Linked DNA regions of Mus musculus: region 1 is linked to region 2. The links are chromatin contacts, called in public Hi-C maps. All regions are on one chromosome and are shown on one strand. Each heading gives the region's core, a stretch centred on a gene start, on an enhancer-like site or on the middle of the called end of the contact. The rest is flanking DNA. Distances are from core to core; before and after follow the strand shown. Region 1 has its middle 20 kb from the start of Rbms1. Region 2 overlaps Rbms1 (RNA binding motif, single stranded interacting protein 1).

Region 1 (5,966 bases), core at 1,300-3,799, 130 kb before region 2:
GTGTTGTAAACAGCTTGGTGAGATGATTATTCAAATATATAGGTGACAAAGGCACATGCTGCCTGCCTCAGAAGAACCCTGCTTGTTTTTTCTCGAATATATATATATCCATATATATATATATATATATATATATATATATATATCATTCATATATATATATATATATCCATTTGTCTAACAGAGACCAGAGATTCCGTCCCTACACTAGTTGTACAGACTTGAAATAATGGAAGTTAATTTGCATTTCTTAAAATGGTCTTCTCATAGACATGTTTCTTGGAACAGTATTCTGTGCACACAGCTGCAGTCAATTGAGTAAAAGTTACTCCCAGACAAGAATGAAATTCAACTTAACGGTTTGAACTTGCCGGGAACACAGCCCTGTAGCGTAAGCAAACCACAGGATTGGGAAACTGGACGCAGGTGCCCTGCTGGGGAGATTTCTTGTAAACAGCACCCAATGGGAACCGTCAAGCAGGGTCAGTGTTTCTAACCAAATGATTTCCTGTTCTAGAACAGTGTTCACTCTTGCATGTGGCGATCTTATTTTGAAGGGTTTCCCCTCTCTGATCATTTTTAGATTGCGTTCTAAAGATAACAATTCCCTTTTGGAATTGTATTCATAAAGACTAGTTATCACAATGTGTGTGCATAATCATTAGACAGACACACATGTCATGTTTATGGCTAAGCTCCCTAAAACTTAAAAAAACTTTGTTATTCTTCATTCTCAGGCAATTTTATTACCTTTCAGTTTTAGTCTTCCACTCGTTCCTTTATTTCGGAATGAGTACAAGTTTTCTCTGTGTAGCCCTGACTGTCCTGGAACTCACTATGTAGACCAGGCTAGCCTAGAACTCAAGAGAGCCTCCTGTCTCTGCCTCCCAGGTTCTATGCCCACACCACCCCGTCATCTTAGATATTTAAATAGGTTTTTCAAAGATCTGTTGGGGAGGCATTGCTGACTTCTGTTTTGCTACATAATGTACTTCTTTGGTTTCAGAAGGGAATGTTGCCGTGCTGTAACTTGTACCCTGCCTTAGTGTTTTAAGGTCCTCAGTGAGAAAAATGTAACAAGATGCCTGGCTTCTCTGCACATCACTTTTGTCGTCTAAACATCTAGTGTGCACTTTTAAGTTAGAGGTTATCAGTCTGGAATAAAGTCTTACCACATTAAGCCAGAATTAACAAACATACATTCCAGCCTTCTCCATTTGCAGGAAGCAAAACTATTTCCGGCCTTACTTTGCTGACAAAGAAGCCAGACTTTTTTTTTTTTTTTTTTTTTTTTTTTTTTTTTTTAATTCCTCGACGGGACTGGTAAATGGCCTTGAAGACCTTTGTTTATAATTTTTCTTTTTCTTTTTTTTTTTTTCCTCCTGAGGAACTGCCCTCCCTCCAGCAGTGAGATGCTAATTAAAGAGAGGCTGCTGACCTGAAGTGGGTTTAGAAGTCACTGAAGTCACCAAGAATGAGGTGGCAACAAGAGCTGGACAGGAAGGGCCCATTCCCAAAATAGAACACAGTTCTTAAAACTCTCTCATCACAGATCTGCTGGCTTCTAGTAGCTAGAAAAATGTGTCCTTTGGCATAAAACATGTAGGCTTCCAATCAAAGGAGCCAGGGGTTCATACTCTGTGAGAATTTGCCACAACTGACACTAAGTTGTAGCTACGAAATTATAATCTGTTTTAAAGGTATTGGTATTATGTAAACATTAAATGTGTGTTTTAAAATTGAGGAAGGATAATTAATTTGTATATGTTTGTACATGTGTGTGTGTGTCGAGGGAGCTCTTTCTAGTTATTCCTGTTCAAGAATATGGAGCAGCTCACAGTACAAATGGAAGGCTTTTTACTATCTCTACAATCTTTCATTGGAATAAAATTAATGTCACTGATGTAGGGGAAAGGACTACAATGTCTTTACTAATAACTGTTTAGAAAGGAAAAAAAACAGATAAGCAGGCAGGACTGACTGATTACAGTTCTCTCCTTTTAAAATGGTTTGAGATTGGCAAGTCCTGAGCTATAAGGCTGAAGAAGTGCTCGTTAGTAGACCGTGTGCCTGTTGAACACGAAGCCTGAGCCTGAGCCCAGAACTGCAACATTTAATTCATTGAAATGAATTAATCTGCAAGAATCTGATCCTCCCAAAACTCTGTTAGTATTTGTTAAGCAGGCCACTTTGTGAGAGAGACTCATTCCTGTTTATCTTAAGTAGTGGGGTGAGGCTGTACTGACGTCATATAAGGGGATCACCCCGAGTTAGGAAACAGAGCTTAGGCATGCTGCCTCCCTGCACCTCAGGACTGACCAGTGAGCACGGAGCCTGTGGATACCCGCCAAGCCGGGTAACCTCCTTTGGTTCGGGCATAGTTTTAAAGGCAAGAGTTCTAAAATGTCCCCTTGAGCGCCGACCATTCCTATCTTCCAGCTGCTCTTGGCTTTGTGAGTTTCAGAGGCTGGCTCCCTTGCTTCCTGGTATCCACAGCTTGTCTTTCTTCCGGAGTCTATGTTGAAATCCTGTGAGTCACCATGTGTCACTGCTTCTTCTAGCATCAGCTTACTCCTGCCTCCTCGACCGACCGCAGAAGGCTCCTCCTTCCTGCTCGGTGTCCGGTGCCTCGACCATACTCACTCACCGACATTGGTTGAATGAATTGACGAACAACCAGTTAAGGGATGTAAAAATATTTTTAGAGTCTCTTTTATTTAAAAAAAATGCTAATAAAGTATAAAACAACAACAAAAGCAACGGGACAGGAAATAGATGTTTTGAAATTTTTTAAGAGAGCTACTCATCCCTTTAGGTGAAAGAGAATTCCCTATGGGAGCTGAGGCGAAGGCTTATTGGGGAAAGTGATTGCCTTGCAGGCTTGAGATACTAGGCTCTCCCATTCAAAATAGTACTGCTCTGAAGCCCTTCCACTGCACGCTGACCCAGTTAAGCAGCTGGACCTCCAGGCATGTATGATCTTAACTTTACACGCCAAGTAGAGCAGTCATCTTCTCGATTTGTAGTCCAGTCAAGAGGCAAAATTAAAGTTTCTAATACGATTTGAAGAGTACTTTTACTAAGAGATTAATAATTTCTAAAGAAAACAGAAATTTCAAATTACTTTAAGGTAAACATCCTGTGTATATTTATCGTTGCCGGGAATTGAACTTAGGTCCTTACACGTACAAGGCAAATGCTCCACTACTGAGCTATATTTCCAGTTGCAAACATCATCTTCATATTTGCCTTTAAAATCCCTTTTTTCCCGGTTACTGCCCACCTTTGCCCTTTTAGTTGCTCAGGAAGTTAAAAATAAATAAATAAACACCAGGAAAGAGTCCTTCATTATTCATTCCTTTGCATTCTTTTTACTTTTTAAAATGTGCACAGCGGCTCTGAAATTCATTACGCAAAATCAGTTTTAGTTTTTGCTGCATGTCTAGTCACTTGTGGGTGAGTAGACAGGTGATATAATTACATCCAAGCGTGTGATTTTTTTTTTCTTTTTACTTAAAAGTTTTCAACCAGAAGTTGTGTTGACATTCAGTTTGAAATTCAGTTACTTGGCTCTTAGCTCATGGAGATCCAACAGTTGCCCATTAATGGCGCTTTCATTGCCCTGCACTTTGGAAGCCCTAAGCATTCCCAAATGCACTTAGGAGCATTTCCACTCATTAGAGAACCAGTGTTTCTCAGAGCTGTGGCTGAAGGCTTCCTGTGTGAAAACCAAACAAAATGGGCAATAAGAGTGCCATGTGAGTAGAGGAAAATTTTGTTCTTAATATTATAAAATTACAATTTTTTTCCTTCGCCTCTTACATCAATGTAAGAGATCACTTCTGATTCCAGAGTTACAGTAGTATAAAATATAAGTGGATATATCAAGGGGAGGCAGATGATAGATGATAGAGGTAGATAGAGAGATGATAGATAGATAGATAGATAGATAGATAGATAGATAGATAGATAGATGATAGAGAGATAGATAGATAGGATAGTAGATTAGATGGAAAGATAGATAATAGATAGTAGGTAGTAGATGATAGATAAGGTGGTAGATTAGATGGATAATAGATGATAGATAAGATGATAGATTAAATAGATGATAGATTAGATAGAGGTAGACAAATAGATGGGCAGATAGGTGATAGAAATGGATACATATATATAGATAGATGATATATAGAGATAGATGGATGGTAGATAGATAGATGATAGAGAGAGATATAGATAGATGATATATAGATGATAGAGAGATAGAGCTAGCTAGCTAGATGGATGGTAGATAGATAGATCCATAGATACATAGGTAGATACACAGATACATAGATAGATTATGATGTGGAGACACAAAAACTCAAGAGAGTTTGACCATGACCAGTGAATTTGGCTTCCAATCAAAAAGCTAACCTTAGAACCATATAGATAGACTTCTTTGAACCAGTGGAGATCATTATGATTTCTGTGGACAAGATCATATCTTTTAAAAATATGGAATAGGGACGAGAGGGGACAAAAGAGGACAACCAAAAGATGACAACTTGGAATTCCAGGAAGCAGGTGGATGACATGGATACAGAGCTCAGTAATGTTGTATGGGCAGAAAGAAGGCGCTAGGGAGAGGGTGGGACAGTGGTCTGTAACCAGAGTGTGAGCTGTCTGTGTACAAGCTTCTCTTGCTGCGTGGTCATTCAGGAAGTCTGGCTGGGAAAGAAAAACAGCTTAAGTAACAAGGAAGGCCTCCATTCCTGTTCTTAGGGTAGAGAAAGCTTGAGCAAGTAAAGATCCCAGAAAAACAAAAAAAAACAAAAACAAAGCACTGCATCTTCTTTCCTAAAAGGAAGACATGTTAATAAATTTATTTGTGCATATGTGAATGCTTATGTGAATATGGGTGTGTGCGTATGCTTGTGGCAGTCAGAGGACAATTTTGTTGACATTCTAAGGAAGCCTTCTTTGTGAAAGGGTTTCTTATTGTCCTGGAACCTCCCAGTTAGGTTGGCTGGGCTGGCCAGCAAGCCTCAGGGATCCTCCAGGCTCTTCCCCCCAAGCACTGGTGTTATGAGTATGTGTCACCATGCCTGACATTTTGACATGGCGTCTGAGGATGCCTTCATGTTTGTGAAGCAGGTGCTTTCTCACCTGAGCTATTTCTTCAATCCTGGAAAAAAAAATCATTAATGAAAATAAGATGAAAGCAAACAGACAAAACAGCACTTGAGGAGGAGGGGTCTGGATGATGGTAGGACAAGGGATACAAGCCAAGCTCGTATATCTCCTAAAGAGCTAGGGGGATTCTGAAATGACTGGCACAGAGAGCAATGCCAAGAAGATATGGAAAAATACAGAGATGTATTTGAAAAGGAACTGAAGACTTTTCCTGTAATTCATTTCAGGTGATATCTCAATATTTGGCAGTGAAGGGGGAGCTGAAGGTTTGAATTTTAATTCACAGAGGGATGGGCCCAAGAACATTTGGAGATGAGTAAAATGGATATTTCACAGCATCGAGGGTGTATCTAAAATCAGGAAAAGGTTGAGTGAAATTTTAAGTGTGCATCACTACAATTTGCATGAGAGGTTCTTGGCAATCCAGGAAGAGAAGTAGAAAGCTTTTGTCAAAAATATTCCTTCAGAGGGTGGGTGGAAGAGCCTCGTGGACCACTGAGTTTGACCAGGGCCACCTATGTGCCTATGCGTTTAGAACTGTCCACTGGAGCCCGGGAGACTCCCAGTGGATATCCAATGGTGACAGTGAGCTCCTCCAGAGAGCTGTCAGTGACTGATAGGTCAGCAGGGAGAGGAAAGGTCTGAGATTTCTTCCCCAACTATGGCTGACTGTTAGTATGCACAGTGTTGCGCAGGCCCAGCCCAGTAGTCATCTGCAGGTGCTCTGGGATTGCAATGGCTATACCATGCCCAGAAGAGGGATTTTCACAGTCCTCCTCCTTACTTAACGGCTC
Region 2 (5,826 bases), core at 2,669-5,168:
CTGCCTCTCCTGCAGTTCCTCAGGCTTCTCCCCTTCTCTCACCTGTACAGTCCTGTAGCCACTCAAAGGAGATGAGCTCGCTTCCTGTTTAATGAATAGAGTCGGAGTATCAAAGTGCCACTCAGTTTCTGCATCCTCTAGTGAAGGAAGGACGTGTGCCTGAGCCTTGCTCTTCCTTTCTCATCCATAAGGATTGTAGAGCAATTTGCAACCTTGACCCACTGGGGCCTTGCTGTGCCTTCCTCTCCTATAATTCTCTCTGGTTTTTTTTTTTTCTTATATCCCATTTTTTTTCCAACAGAGACTTATTTTGGATTTATAAAATAACATGTTTCTGACAAAACTAGTTGGCAAGCAAATGGAAGAAAATCCACAGATAATCTTCTAGTTTCATTTGTATTGCTGTGATAAAATTACCCTTATAGAGAGCAACCAAAAATAGGTTTATTTTCGCTCAGTATTCCGGGTTATACTCTGTCACTATGGGAAAGTGGAGGTGGCAAGAAATTGCATCATATCCACAGTCACGAATGGGGAGAGGATGGATAGATTCATGCCCACTTGGTTGTGCTTGGCTTCATTTCCCTCTTCTATCATTTTGAACCCCTTGTCTAGTGAATGGTGCCACCCACAGTGGACGTGGCTCTTCCACATCAGTTAATGTTAGACAGAGTACCCCAGATACGCCCATAGTCACTGAACTTTGTCCCAGGAGATCGTAGGTTGTGTCAAGTTAACAAAACTTATTACAATTAAAAACAAAAAGTTGTGACTATAGCTATAATAAGATTTTCAATTACAGAATTTAGTGAGTAGGAGTGTAAAATACTTTATGCCAAGATATTTTCCAGAAGATGATATCCATTTGTGTTTGAAATCATCTTGGTCTTTAGTGATCTTTAGTGAAGTTCCCCCTCTGCCGTTTCGTGAACTGCTTTGGAAGGGGCAGTCTTAACTTTCCATCACTCCTCAGTTCTCCCCAGTGTGGGATCTTCTACCATGTAGCTTAAATTTGGGCAAGCATTCCTGTTTGCTAGGGCAACTGTAACAAAATAGCACAAATGGTAGATTAGTGACTCAAAATCCTTGGGGACTAGATGGCCAAGCTGGAGGAATACAAGGTTAGTTCCTTCTGAGCACTGGGAGGGAAGGGTCTGTACTGGGCATCTCCTTGGCTTGCAGTTGGCCATCCTCGTCCTATGTCTTTTCACTTCACCTTCCCACCATGTCCTTTCATTTATAAGAGTGGTAACCTTGGTGGAATGGCCCAACCTAGTGGTGTCTTCTTTACTTTGAACCTTAAGTTCCTGTCTCTGATGGGTCACGCCATGGGGTGCTGGGAGTAAGGGCTCTAGCATGTCTTTCTGAGGAGGGAGAGGAGGAGAGAAAGGAGGAGGGAGACATAGTTCACGTGCTCATGACTGACATGTTCTGCTCCATATCATCCTTGACTCAGTCACTCCCTCTGCTCCCACGAGTTTGCTGTTTCTGCATCACGTTTCTGACTGACCTTTGTGATAGATTTTACACAGTCTTGAACTCCAGATCCCTTTATAACCTCAGTCATTCATCTCTTCCTAGCTTTCTATTGCGTATCAGTCTCCATAGGTCCACTGTCTTCCAAGACGGGACTCCTTCCCCTCATTGTTAATATTCTTGCCTTCTTTACCTCAGTAGAATCAGACACCCAAGTCAGAAACCAAGCACTGGACTGCTCTGTCCTTTTCTCTCCCATTCAGATAATCACTCAAGTCCCTGATTTCTCTTGCTAAGTATGTCTGCCCCATCCCTTCATGCCTACTGTTACTGCCCAGTGTGCCTTTTGTCTCTCATTAAAGCAGCCTGCCATTGGCTTGTCCTGTCTGGCCTGACATCCCTCACTTCCTAAATAGCCAGAGGACTTCAGATAAAATGTGCGGTTCTGTTCACTCTAAAAGACCAGGGGTTCCCAGAATGACACTTGCCCCTCAATGTTGTCCTCCATTTCTACCTTTTGGCCTGTGTCCTCAGTAATGAGTCACAAGTAGAATGCCTAATATATGTCATTTTACCTGTGTTCTCTCTCATGGCTCCTATACCTTGATCTTGTGGCTTCCCATTAAAACAGAAGTGCTCTCCTACCTTCCTGGACTGTCGAGAGTCTGTCTTCTCCCTGTGGGACCTACTCTGACCCAGCTGGGTTACATTCTGCTTGGGGAATCCCCCAAAGGGGTCACACAGCCATCATAACAATGATGATGTACATGCATGTCAGTCTCACTGTTCGGGGGGGCTCCTAGAAACACTTTTCTTGTCTCTTTATGTTCACGCCTTGCAGTGGTTGAGCTATACTAAGCAACAACCAGTGTTCATTAGCTTTGAATAAATTTTGTTTCATCATAGCACCAAGGCAACACTGGCACCTTACAGGGTAGAATGTGGGAAAGACTGGCATGCCTTCTGGTTTGCAGTGAGTCCCCTGCATGCTCTGGGCCAGCAGGTGATGTCTCAGAATTAAGACACCACCTCACCTTGCTTGAAAGAGAGGCACTGATGCTGTTAGAGTAGAAGAAGAGAGGGGCTCCTGCTGCCTGCTGCTGTGTTACATCCTTCCCCCAATGTACTGGCAGACTTCTTGCTCGGCAGGCCTAAGACCCGCTTTCTGCTACTGGGTCTGGAGTTGGCAAGCCTGTGCCAGCCACCAAGTCTGACTCCTTACAGCATCATTGTCTGCCTCTGCATGCCCATACCCTGCAGATCTACTCATGCTTGTGTAGAAGTCTGGAGATGGGTCCTTTCATGGTGTCCTCCAGCCCTCTGCTCACTAGTATCTTCAGTAACTCAGCTGCATCAACAAGAATTAACTCAAACGCTCCTGTGGGGAACAGTCAGGTCCTGGAGCTCACCCGGAACCATGATGGCCCCTGTAATAAACAAACATGCAGGAACCCAGAAGAAGAGAGTATGCCATTGGCCAAACGCATCTTCACCCCCACAGTCTCTCCAGCACCTTTCATATGCAATAAAGTAAAATAAAATTAAAATTAAAAAAAAAAGGTATTGCAGTAGTAAGTAGATCCTGTGGATTGAACCTGAGGAACATAAAAGACTGGTCAGGCCCCACCTCTGAATGGCATACACCTACCCTAGCTTGTCACATAGAACACAGCCGGAAAGCACTGAAGTATGTTGATGTTAGATTGGCTCCATCCTGGAGTCCCGGGCTTAGGTGGCTGCTCTGAGGTTTTCATGGGTAATGGCGTTGGGTATTTATTCTCCCAGAGCTCCCGGGTTCCATCGTCAATAGTATGACTGATGAAGATGATTAGAAAATCATTTTACTTTTCTGTACCCAGTTCCATTTTTTTTCATAAAGGAACTCATGTGTATGTCTGTATAGAACCATGGGCCACACTTGGTCTTGTAACATTAAATCCTGACAGCACATCACTTTTACAGCTGCTACTAAAGGTGAACTGCACATAGGTACACACTTGGAACTTAAAATCTAAGACCTGCATGCACAGTGCCTTCAGAAAAACTCAGCCTGGCGGAAGAGCTTCCTTTAACTCCCTGACTTAGTTATAGTTAGCTAGTTAGCTAGTTAGCTAGTTAGTTAGTTAGTTTGTTTGTTTTTCCATCAACAACACTTAGATGAAAGGAAAACGTTTTAACCTCAAACTAGTAGACGCCTGCCCTGTGAGTTTAGCTCAGTGCCAGTTTGAGTCCCCTCTCTGCATGCTCAGGACACCAGCCACACACAGCTTGTGACCTCCTTTGGTTCGTTCTTCATGCAGCAGCAAGACTGGTTGAAAAAGGGAAAGGACCCAGCACCATTGTTATAGCCCCAGATAAAATCTCCCAGCTCCTCTGTGAAGGAGACCTCAGACTTATCAGACTTATCACAGACCGACTGAACAGTTTCCTTTGTTCTTTGAAGGACTTTGTGGTTGGGTCCTTAAACTGTTTCCTTTGAGGTGGGTTTACAGACTGCTGGCCACACCCATTCAAGAAAAACCCCTGGTTTCCAAACCACGTGTGGATGATTGTAAGAGCCTGGGCAGCCCTGCAGCTGCTAGAGAAGAGTTTCTTCCATGTTGTACCAGGGGACAAATGAGTACAAGAGACATGAGTCCCATCTATATTGCAGGCCTGGCTGCAGAGGCCTTATCCGGCAGCTGAGGCTGTGTTCCCATCCAGTCCTTAATGCCACTTCATTTCTAAATTCTTTCAATTCTAATTTCTCTCATTTCTGTGCACTGATCTGGGTTCGGGACTAGGTTGCAAGTTGTGTGGGGGCAGGAGCATTGGCTTGTGACTTTTGTATGCCACCCTGTCCCTGCAGGGCTCACTGAGTGCTGTCTCTGAGCTTTTGACCTGAATGCTCATCTCAGTACTCAGAGCTGCTCGGAGGCCTGTGACGTATGAATGAGGTTGAATTGCCTCCGGGCTCAGTGTGGGATTTGGAAGCACACTCTTGTAGTAAACTCAGCCTTTCCCCCAAACAAGTCCCCAGCACATGTTGGAACCCATGAGGAATCTGAAAGTTTTCTGCTTCTCTGAACTTGGTACTTCCGTACCCATAGTGAGAGGAGCTTTGAATGCTAGCCAGTGTCTCAGGGATAGATCTCGCTTCATCTGGGGAGAGCTTGAGATTATCGATCAGATTGGGTAGAAAATAAAATGATGGGGGTGAGCAGGTTACATCGAGTGTGCCTTCCTGAATGGTTAACTACCATGGGCTCCTTGCTAGGTAGACATAACATCTTATAGACACAGCCAGAGGATGGCCTATTTGACGATGCCTTGTTTAGCTAGCATAAGCAGAATTACCCAGTATGGTTCCTGTCAGAGTACTTGGATTCTTGCACAGTTGGCAGTTTGCCTATGACACTGGAGCCAAGTTCAGAAAAGAAAGGCACTTTAGCCAGGCTCACATCCCAATACAGCTTTTGCCCTGGTGTGCTAGAGTCCTCAAAGGATCTGCTGGTGTTGGGTCATTGACGGAACCTGTTAGCATCCAAGTCACAACCATTAAAAAGGAAAACGAAAAGAAATGTGGTAAAGCCCCCAAAGATAAGTTTTAGAAATAAAAGGAACAGTGTAGTCTTCTTAGCTGTAACTCATGTATACTAGCTTCTAGAAGGCTAAAGGGCGGAGGTCCAAATGGGCATGGTGGTGCATGCCTTGGAGGTAGAAGCAGGTGGATCTCTGTGAGTTCAAGACCACTCAAGCCTACACAGTAAGTTTTAGGCCCTGTCTCTAAAAAAGGAAAAAAGTCATGTTTGATTACTTAGCTCTGTTACCCATCATCCTGCCAGCCTATGTTTTTATATTAAGGTGACATCAGGATTCCCCATACTAGCTATGCCCACCGTAGCTGGGGCTGTGACATAGAACAGAACATGTTCATAGCTCTGCAAAAAATCTGAGACATCACATTATAACTGATATAGGAGCATTATGATTAAATACTGTCTTCAATTTTATAAATATTTTTAACATACAGTTTTCTGTCTACTGTTACCATATCTTAAGGAGGCATCGTGTTTTCTTCTATAGCATCTTTAAATTGCTTATAAGTCCTTTTCTTCCATCCTTCCCCATCCATTGTCCCTTGAAAATGCTGGGGTACTGTCTTTGGTTTTGAATGCTTGAAGGTTTAAACTAGGTCAGATTTGCCTGGAAAGCCCCAGGATAAAAGAACTGTGGTGAATTCCATAGATTTTTTTTTTCACTGCTTAATACTGATTGATAAAAATCCCGTTATGGAAAAAGACTGTAATAGTGGCTCTCTACCTAAGGGAGTGTTGGAAACAGGCTGGGAAATTTCAGTTTGGTTGTGTA

The links. Hi-C and Micro-C count contacts between places; a contact is called where the count stands out from the background.
Region 1: a Hi-C map of CD8 T cells shows a contact between it and region 2, with 2.0 times the contacts expected there. The contact joins two enhancer-like sites. A contact is called at or near these places in 1 of 484 Hi-C or Micro-C datasets (CD8 T cells), 2 of 115 datasets of contacts at active chromatin or transcription factors (fibro-adipogenic progenitors and regulatory T cells) and 4 of 9 other capture datasets (adipose tissue, embryonic trunk, liver and 1 more).

Annotation. Positions count from the first base shown.
Region 1 is chr2:60,898,179-60,904,144 of GRCm38.p6, reverse strand. It overlaps a transcript of Rbms1 not described here. Among named protein-coding and RNA genes, the nearest start is that of Rbms1, 20 kb to the right of the region's middle. Within about 2 kb of position 2,549, at least 160 of the 459 cell types and tissues checked have an H3K27ac peak or open chromatin away from gene starts, as enhancers often do. A contact at or near this core is called in CD8 T cells, where this site is marked.
Region 2 is chr2:60,772,798-60,778,623 of GRCm38.p6, reverse strand. The region is part of intron 6 of Rbms1 (RNA binding motif, single stranded interacting protein 1); the gene reads left to right. Among named protein-coding and RNA genes, the nearest start is that of Gm33436, 83 kb to the right of the region's middle. Within about 2 kb of position 3,918, at least 53 of the 459 cell types and tissues checked have an H3K27ac peak or open chromatin away from gene starts, as enhancers often do. A contact at or near this core is called in CD8 T cells, where this site is marked.